Linked DNA regions of Lactuca sativa: region 1 is linked to region 2. The links are chromatin contacts, called in public Hi-C maps. All regions are on one chromosome and are shown on one strand. The core of a region is the stretch at or near the end of the contact, and the rest is flanking DNA. Distances in the headings are between cores, read along the strand shown. Region 1 holds the start of LOC111906079. Region 2 holds the start of LOC111906083 (vacuolar-processing enzyme).

The links. Hi-C and Micro-C count contacts between places; a contact is called where the count stands out from the background.
Region 1: a Hi-C map of leaf shows a contact between it and region 2, with 3 times the contacts expected there. The contact joins the promoter of LOC111906079 here to the promoter of LOC111906083 in region 2. A contact is called at or near these places in 2 of 4 Hi-C or Micro-C datasets (leaf and seed).

What each region holds. Positions count from the first base shown.
Region 1 is chr6:18,393,998-18,399,390 of Lsat_Salinas_v11, reverse strand. It overlaps LOC111906079, which reads right to left and starts at 3,454. Exons shown (of 5, transcript XM_023901818.3): 1 at 3,296-3,454; 2 at 2,603-2,872; 3 at 2,414-2,519; 4 at 1,818-1,961; 5 at 1,314-1,711. The coding sequence starts at 2,859. The coding sequence ends at 1,466. It overlaps LOC111906080 (a long non-coding RNA gene), which reads left to right and starts at 4,424. Exons shown (of 6, transcript XR_006184098.2): 1 at 4,424-4,822; 2 at 4,944-5,102.
Region 2 is chr6:18,249,199-18,253,910 of Lsat_Salinas_v11, reverse strand. It overlaps LOC111906083 (vacuolar-processing enzyme), which reads left to right and starts at 1,570. Exons shown (of 7, transcript XM_023901822.3): 1 at 1,570-1,819; 2 at 2,670-2,834; 3 at 2,938-3,094; 4 at 3,187-3,272; 5 at 3,359-3,558; 6 at 3,637-3,685; 7 at 3,764-4,668. The coding sequence starts at 1,625. The coding sequence ends at 4,363. LOC111906085 reads right to left here. Exons shown (of 7, transcript XM_023901825.3): 7 at 4,365-4,712.

The DNA.
Region 1 (5,393 bases), core at 2,205-4,704, 140 kb before region 2:
TATGTGGGTGATTTTCAATTTTCGAATGGCCTGGACCGATGGTTGTGGAATGGCAATGGGGAAAGCACCTTCTTGGATAAAGACCTAAAGCACATGATTGTTGATGGTAATAGCGGGAATGGTAACATGTTTACATGGATCAACTTGATACCACTCGAGATTAATTGTTGTCTGGCGGATGCTGAAAAATAGGATCATACATATTCAAACTTGCTCAAGAGAGGGATTGTTGTTACTTCAAGTCTTTGTCCTTTCTGGTGTCGGAAGAGAATCTAGATTACACTTTTTTCTCTTGCTTTGTTGCTACAAAGGTGTGGATATGGCTGGTAAATTGGTCATCGGTTCTTCATCATCTATGTCCTCTTGTGATGATCTTAAGGAGATGCTCCAGGCGGATATTGGCAGCAAGAAGATGCAAAAGTTGAAGCTTTCTCTCGTGTGTACCACTATATGGATGATATGGAAAGAGCGGAACGCTATTGTCTTTAGGAACAAAAGGCGAACAATTATGCTTATGGAGGATGACATTAGTATATTCACTTTTAACTAGATTAAGCTTAGGTCTAACTTGAATTTGATTGATTGGCCTAGTTGGTGTAATTCTCCCATTTTAAACGTTTTCTTGTAATGGTTTGAGCTTCTCGTTTAAGTCTTTGTTTTGTTTGCTAATGATATTTTGCTAGCCGTTCCAAAATAACTTATCCTCTCCTGTTAAAACTCCTTATTCACATAAGCAATTTCAAACACCCCTTATTTATGTCAAGAAACTCTTTTTAGTTTGTTTCACCCAAATACAAAAAACTACTTATTAACAGTAATAAACCATAATAAGTCAACAAACACTTCAAATAAAAAAAATTAGAAAATCTCAAATGCCTGGAAGATTAATATAGGCGCCAATTCCCCTCTTATTCCTGATATTTGTGCATTGCCCACCAATGCTTCTCTTTATTTCCGATCTTATTGCCAGTATATGTTGAATTTTCCTTTTGTCACCAATCTAGTTATTTCTTCTTTGTGGGATGACATTTCATTGCAAGAGCAAGGTCCCTTGCCTCAGTTTTATAAATACATGTAATAAATAAATTATTCTTACTTCACAAATGTATGCCACTCAAGAACCCTTATCAATTACCATATCTTGCTACATTTTGATCAACATTAACATCCTTTTTGCTCAAAACACAACTTTCATATTACCATAAAAGACTTCAAATGATCATATTTCAACTAGTGGAGTGTTGTTGCATCAAAGCAAAGAACCAAAAACATCATGTACGTATGTATGTATATGCATGGGAAAACAAAACGAATAACCAAAAACAAACCCACAAATGCACATCAAAACTTCCATCCATTCATTCATTCATTCGCCACAAAAAAGAACCAATCCACTCAAAAGACACAGATTTTATGAAACAAAACCATCATAAAACTTCTCAATCCATATCCTTCTTGTTTGCTATTAGTTCGCCTCTTCTTTCGGATCCTCAACTTCAAGCAAGTCATCATAGGATACAGGCACACGGATTCTTTCATGAACAGGTCTTTTCTTCACCTGTCTCTCTTCAATGTCCAATTCCCCATTTTGCCCTTCATCCCTCTCCACCTCTTCTTTCACACCTTCTACTTCTGCTTCAGCTTCAGCTTCAGACAAACCCCGTTTGCTCTGGTTTGCTGCTTTCCTGAAATCCGGTGGTTTAAATTGCTTCTGCAAGAACAATAATCCACCAATCATGATCTTATACTAATCATCATTCATAGTCAATAGTCATAATACATGTTTTATTTATGAGTAAAAATGTATGTAAAATTACCTCAAACTCCCTCCCTTTTTTCATTATTTCCTTATATACATTTGGATCACGTTTTCTAAGGATGTTCCACAAAATTCCACCACCATTCCTATATCGCCCTCCATCTGAAGTCATCTGACCACCACATGCCTGAATTGCATCCACCTGTCACCATTCCATCATCATTAAATAATCCAATCCAAGATCCAATACCAAAAATATGCACTCAACAATCAAAGCTAACAAACATAACACTCTTTATTCTAAAGAAACAGCAAATCAAAGCCATACAAACACACCATCAAGATATAATCAATGATCCACAGACTGAAACTGATAAAATGGCTTCTGGAAGAGAAATCTGCGATTTTAGGGAAACAACATTCAGCATCAGAGTTCAGACACCAACAAAAAAAATGAAGTAATCTATATACATATATAAAGATCAAACATAAATCTTGGTTTCCTACAGAATAATGCTAAGGAACCCATGTTTTCTAGTTATGCAATATGCATGGATACAAGTTGTTTACCCCAATGCTAAATTAATGCACAATAAGGTTGATTTGATTCATATATTAAAGATTAAAGATTAAAGATTTTCCAAGAAACTATACCTCCTTCACAAGATCACTAACAGCAGGGACACCCAAACAACCAACTGCAGTCCATATCAGGTAAGACTTTCTTTCTTTCAAACGCCTACAAGTATCTAAAACAAATCTACAAATGACATAAAACCCATAAGTCAAAGAGGGGAAATGATTAGGGTTAGGGTTAAGGAGAGGGAAAAAGAAGGCAAATACCTGTTAATGTCCAAGACGCCAGGGCCTGAAGCAGCTTTCTTTTTCCTATTTTTCTTCTTATTTCTACGTTTCTGACTTTTACTCTTAGGTTCTTGAGATATTGTGCCACCATCTCCACTGCTGTTTTGTCCCAACTCAGTTTGTTGATAGTTCTCAACAAATTCTCCTTCTTCTACATCAACCATATCAACATCTTCCAAGTCTTCAACATTGTCTGCATCAAGTATTGAATCAAGCAAGCTCTCTTCTCCCTCCATGAGTAAAAAGGTACTGCAAAGACATCAAGAACACAAATTAAGCCCGTGTCTCAACTTTATCCACTAAATCCTTAGAAAGTACAATTGAAATGTTCATTGACACAAAACATCAAACACCTTGGATGCAACCCTTTTGCTCTAAAACTATATTTTCTGACAAAATTGAACTTGGATGATTAGTTCCAGTATCTACCAAACAACATTCGAATCTCAAAATCAGTAGCCACATAAACATCATCCATTGACTCTAAACTTAAAACATTTCACAGAAATGATTTATCAGAATCATATTAAAAATTAAAAATCGACTATATATCACGTATACTCATATAAACAGATTAAAGCATCTCAACAATTTCTAGCAATTTAGGATTTTCAAAAGATCAACCCCAAAAATAAGATAGGTTAAAACCAATATTTGAAGTTTTGAACTCACTGCCGAAAGAGTTGAAAAGGAAGAAAGCAAGTCGGAGAGAGGCCGGAAACGGTGACTCACGCCTGTTCGATGTTCCGGTGTTCCTTTTTTTCTCTTAACGTTGCTTTACGTACGCGAGACTGCGACCTCGACGCTCGACCTGCGTAAAGGGAGTAACAGCCAAGGCCCAAAGGTGAAGGGCCTCGGGCTTCATTTTTCAAGTCTTCAAGTTCACGGGACACTCAATTTCATTTGTTGGGCCAATGCCTATTAAAAAAACATAAAGATATATGTAGTAATTACATACTTGATAATTAATTCTTTATTTATATTTACCCCTTAAAATGTATTGATTTAATCTTTATGCCGGCAACTCTAATCAATGCGAAAAAAATTACTTAATACATATTTAATCTTTAATATTTTTTGAACATTTATTTATTTAGTCCTTAATATATAAGAATGATTTTGTCACATCTCATTCTCTCATTCAATTGGTCACATGTCATTTTGTCATAATTTTGAAATATATTTATTTTCCACTTGTCATTTACTTCATTTTTTATTTTCAATATATCATTAATTTAGTTTCCATAAATTAAACCTATCATAATGACTATTAATTTCAAATTTCAAATTTCAAATTTTGAATTTGAATTTTAATTTTAATTTCAAATAAATTTATAGTTTACACTTTTGTGTTTAACATTTTGTTATAATTTACCCGTTTAGTACATGGATCTAATAACTAAACACATAATTATAAATTTATTTATTTTTTACATTTTTTTTCTTCCATTTTCAGTTATTTCATAATTTTAATTCAGATAAATTTCTCATTTAATCTTTTCTATTTAACATTTTATTTTAATCAACCTGTATAATATACGAGTTTCACAACTAGTTCTTAACAAAAAGCTCTTTAAGGTGCACATGGCTCTTTTTTACATTAACACTATGCCACGTGTCATTACCACATAAAGTCTTGACTAATTTTCCCGCCCATTCATTGCTTCAATTGTTAATTACTCAGCTCCTAAAATTAAGCAAATTAGTTTTAATATTTACTTAAAATGCATTCAAAATACGTTTTTTATATATATAAACACGACTTTCAGCTTAAATAGATATATGAAACCCTTAAAATCAACTAATCATTATCCTCAACTTACAAATTTCCCTTAATTAAGAAATCTTCGATCACAAGATTAGGGATTTATCTTCAGCTATTCAACAGAATCACCCAACGCCATCTGTTAATTGGTTCATTTTTTTTTGTCACGACTTGTATCCCCAGATTTTACCTTCTTGATTTTGGAAACAAAATCACCTAACTCTATATTTTCATTGGTTTAATCTCTCAAGGTCATTATTCACGACCAAATGTTCAATCTTTCTCTCCTCATGAGCCCTAATCCATCCTCTATGTCGATCCAAACATTCTTTTATGGAATTCTCAACAAATTAAAGGTTCATTGGTATGTTCATCTTCTTCACCTATACAACCAAACGATTGTCGAAGAAAGAAGTCAAATTAGAGCTTTTCGAGTATGGAGATATTTGTTTTTTTTTCTACTTTAGGGTTGGATTTAATTTTGTGTATATGTAATTTCAGGGCATTTCAAGTTCATTAAAAAAATCATATATGTTCTTTTTGGTATTGTTGAAGGATAATAAAGAAGGCGAATGCAGATAAGAGTGCAACAAAGAACGATAACCCTGCATCCTCACTATGTAGAGATCAGTGGTTGCTCCACAGTGGCTTCCATTTACAGAGCTATAAGGTGGAGTCGTCTTAGTTACAACACAACTCTCCTACACAAATCTTGTAAGTTTTGTTTAGAATCAACTGTATGGTACTATTATGGTTTTTTGTATTCTAGAAACAAAAATTTCTTAGAGGAATTCAAGCTTAGAAGCAATTAGGCCTAAAGATCTTCTCAATATATATGTGTTATGGCTGTTATATATATAAATATGTGGAAACGTGTTTCTAGTATAGCAAAAACGTTGTAAATAATAAATTTGTTCACCTATCATATTTTTCAAGAAAATAGTTATCACCCTTTCCTATATTGTTTTATTTTCTACTAAAGTAGGAGAGTTATTGTCTTTTGGG
Region 2 (4,712 bases), core at 321-2,820:
TTATAATAATATGATATTTTTATGTTATCTTAATAAAATACCTTCGGTCTCCAATAATTACTCCTATAATTATTTTTTAGAAAACTAAATAATATATTAAAATATCTTACCGGTAAGCGGTAGCATGCGGGAGAAGTTAAAATGTACAAGAAACCCACTTCAAATGGGCCCCGCGACGCCATTTTAATACCCTCTTATTCAATTAGCGGACCTCAATTACCCACAACTCTACATCATCACAAAAGATATTTAATGGCCCTACATGTTACACATCACCCCCTTCGTCTCTCAATTATGACAACTTTGTGGTGTTTTATTTTATGACAACTTTGTGTGAAGTTGTTTGATGTTATTATTCATATATATTAGTTTGTATTTGATATTTCACATTTAAACTGTTTTCTATTTATTATTTATTTATATGCAATGTTTAAAAATCAGTTGAATCAGTTTGGTGGCTAGCTTTCGGTTCGATCGGTTTAATCTAGCTTTCATAATTCTTATATATTTTTTATTTTTTTACGTACATACTGACATTGGTGTGCATTGATTTCGAGTTGTATACACTCTGGTTAACCTGATCGATTAAGTTATGCAATTTGTTTTAGAAATAAGTTGTTTTTTAATGGGCTAAATGAAATTTAATTATCCAAGTCTAATAAAACAGTTTTTTACCGATTTTATTACTTCGGTTCAACCCGTTTTTTAGAAGGAATAGTCCGGTTTGATCTCATATAAAAATTGACATAAAACTGATTATTGTTGAACCGCACTCATCCCCGATTTTTGGTCCGACCGGTTCAACCGACCAATTTAAACTGGATATTAAAACATTGTTTATAGGTGGTTGATTTGAATTAATACCTATTTACCTAATAAGTAATTTATCAATCATTTTCCCATTATTTCTATTGTTATCGACATCATTTTTAACATCTTCTACAATTATAATAATAATAAACATATTCAAACATTTACAGTTGAGTATAAAACAAACAACTTTAATGATTGTATATTCAGACTTTACAACTATCTACTTTAGTAAGAAACTATCCTTTAATCTGTTTTTTTAATAACAATTAAGTTATTTATTTTTTTCTTATAAAACCTATAATTTGTTGTTTCTTTTTTACATATGTTTTTAATTAAAAAGTATTTTAAATATATAATTATAAGTTAAAGACTGTCATTAAATAATATGTCAGATCAAATATTATATTATTAAAGCAAAAAAAAAAAAAAAGAGTTTCTTTTCTCTTTTGAGTTTAGATGTAAAGTGGGTCTTGGGAATATTTTTGGTACGTTGGTAGGTTGTCCCCCATTCTTTACAAATTTCAATTCAAGAATACGAGGGACTAAATTGTCACAATACAAAAGTCGAAGACCTCCGATGCAAATTTGAAATATTAAACAAAGCTTCCCGTATAGAAACAAATACAGATATCGTATAGTATGCATTGAGTGGTTGTAACTTGTACATGTAGCCGCCACACTAAATCCGACATGAGAGCTCCGATTGGGTGCAGTAGTATCCATACGTCTATATAATACACCCTCAGCCTCATCACCTGAAGAACATTGCTAACAATCCTTTCAGAGAATATTCTCTTCGTCGACGACCAAAATGAGTCGTTACGTCATCTGTTTACTTGCTTTCTCGATCATCGCAGTTGTCCATGGCCGTGAATTGGCTGATGATCTTCTCAGGTTGCCGTCGGAAAAGCTTGATTTCTTCGACGCTGGAAAGGACGACTCCGTTGGTACCAGATGGGCCGTCTTGCTTGCTGGATCTAATGGTTACTGGAACTACAGGCATCAGGTAATCGTAGTAAACAGGATATTAAATGCTTGAATTTTGCATTTTTAGTTTTTCCTTGATAGGTTACGAATTACGATCAGTTTGTCGTCGTCGTTACTTACTCTACCTGTTCCAGAAGAGCCACAAACTTTAATTCTTCAAATTTAATCAGAAAATTTTCTAATTATATCTAACATAAGGATGATGATTCTGTTAGATTTGTTACTGAATCCATATAGATATCAATTTTTTCCTTGGGGAGCATAAAGCATTCAATTCGACTTAGAAAAGTAACGTGTTAAAGGAATATTCAGTCAAAATTTTGTCTGGGGTCAGCAGGAACTGTGCTTGAGCAAGGTTAGGGGATTCATAATGATTGATTTTTAACAAGTTATTTACTGCTTACTTTTGTCCGATTATGTATTTTGTTTGATTGAACATTTGAAAAGTTTTTGTGGATTCCGGTAAGTAATTATTTGAACTCTGTCTCTATGCTAGCAAGTTGCTTGTCTTTATATAAATTTAAACATGGTTTGATCATGGAACCTTACCTTTTAGGAATTATGGAAGCTATACAAAAAAACAAATTCCCAGATAAAAATCATCAAATCTTGAGATCCATTTGCTCATTTAATCTAAGAAATAAAAACCTCCTTATTTTGCTTTCAACAAGCTTCTTAGTGTATGAAGTCAACTTTTATACAAGATCAACTAAACTTTTCCCTTGTTTGTATGTGGTTCAAGAAAGTTAGTTTGTTACTGTATGCAATAGGATGACCTCATTGAAGCTTTCACTTTTCTATATTTGTCCTTGAGAAATTACAAGCCTCACTTGTATTTAAATCTTTTCTATTTATGTTAATGACTCCAGGCAGATGTATGTCATGCATATCAAATCTTAAGAAACGGTGGTGTGAAGGAAGAAAACATTGTTGTTTTCATGTATGACGACATTGCATATAATAGAGAGAATCCCAGACAAGGTGTCATAATCAACAGCCCAGATGGTGATGACGTTTATCATGGAGTACCCAAGGTTTGTTTTTTTTTTTTTTTTTTTTTTTTTTTTATCATCATCCATTCACAATATCATATATATTATGAGATCATAATATAATTGAAAAACTAAAATGAAACAGGATTACACTGGGAAAGATGTGAATGTTGACAACTTTTTTGCTGTTTTACTCGGTGATAAATCCAAAGTCAAAGGTGGAAGTGGAAAGGTTGTAGATAGCGGTCCAAATGATCGCATTTTTGTTTACTACACCGATCATGGTGGTCCTGGTGTTCTTGGTAAGTTACTATTTACCCTAACAACCATTTTTTCATAGAGGCTAAAAGAAGGGCATAAAGGTAAAATTAAATTATTTTGTATTCTTTCTCAGGGATGCCAACAAATCCTTACATGTATGCAAATGATCTTAACGAGGTCTTGAAACAAAAGCATGCGTCTGGAACATACAAAAGCTTGGTAATTTTTTAAAAAACTTGTTTTCATATTATGTATAAATATATATACTTGATAGATATTAATCCTGATTTTTTAAAAATGTTCAGGTGTTTTACCTTGAAGCTTGTGAGGCTGGAAGTATATTCGAGGGTCTTCTTCCACAAGGTTTAAATATCTATGCAACCACAGCCTCTGGCCCTGATGAAAGCAGCTGGGGTACCTACTGTCCTGGGGAGTACCCTAGCCCACCTCTAGAGTATGACACGTGTCTTGGTGACCTGTACAGTGTTGCCTGGATGGAAGATTGGTATGTTTTTAAAATTTACAGTTATACCCTTTTTACTAAAAGAAAACTAATTCTTTCTATCTCTCTTGTTGCTTACAGTGATGTACACAATCTGCGAACAGAAACTATCAGACAGCAATATAAATTGGTAAAGTTATTTTACTAATTTATACACTTTGGTAAACTTTTTTTTTACACATGATTCATTTTTATTTATTTATTTTAGGTTAAAGAAAGAACATCAAGTGACAACTCTTATTATGGATCCCATGTGATGCAATATGGTGACTTACCACTTAGCCAAGATAGCCTCTACTTATATATGGGCACCAATCCAGCAAATGAAAACTTCACTTTTACTGAAGAAAACTCGATATATAAATCACCCAAATCTGTCAACCAGCGTGATGCTGATCTTTTACATTTCTGGCATAAGTTCCGGAAGGCTCCGGAAGGTTCCGAAAGGAAAATGGAAGCTCAGAGAAAGTTCAGTGAAGCCATGTCACACAGAATACACTTAGACACCAGCGTACAGCTCATCGCCAAGGTTTTGTTTGGACTAGAAAAGGGTCCTCAGGTGTTGAACACCATCCGATCTTCCGGAACACCTCTAGTTGATGACTGGACCTGCCTTAAAACATTCGTAAGGACATTTGAGACACATTGTGGGTCCCTATCACAGTATGGAATGAAACACATGAGGTCATTTGCTAATTTATGTAATGCTGGAATCACAAATCAACAGATGGCTGATGCATCATCACAAGTATGCACTACATTCCCATCAAACCCTTGGAGTTCACTAACCAACGGTTTTACTGCATAAGGTGGTTGATTTTATAAAAAAAATCAAAAGGGGGTGGGCTATTAATCTATTATGATTATGTTTGTTGAAATATATATATGGTATATTAGTGGTATTAACAAATATATATAGATATAGCTTCTTTGTATATAGAGACTGAAGCTTCTCATTATAGTTAATTAGGTCCACCACCACGAAAAGTTGTTATATGTTATATGTATGTAATGGTGTAATCTTTGATATGCAAATCATGTATGCATGGTCTACATGATGTTGGAAAAAGTTGAATTGCTCAAATATTCTATGCTATTTATTGAATTTGAATGTGTGGAAGTGCAATGCTATAATAAGGAAAAAAAATAGAAAATAC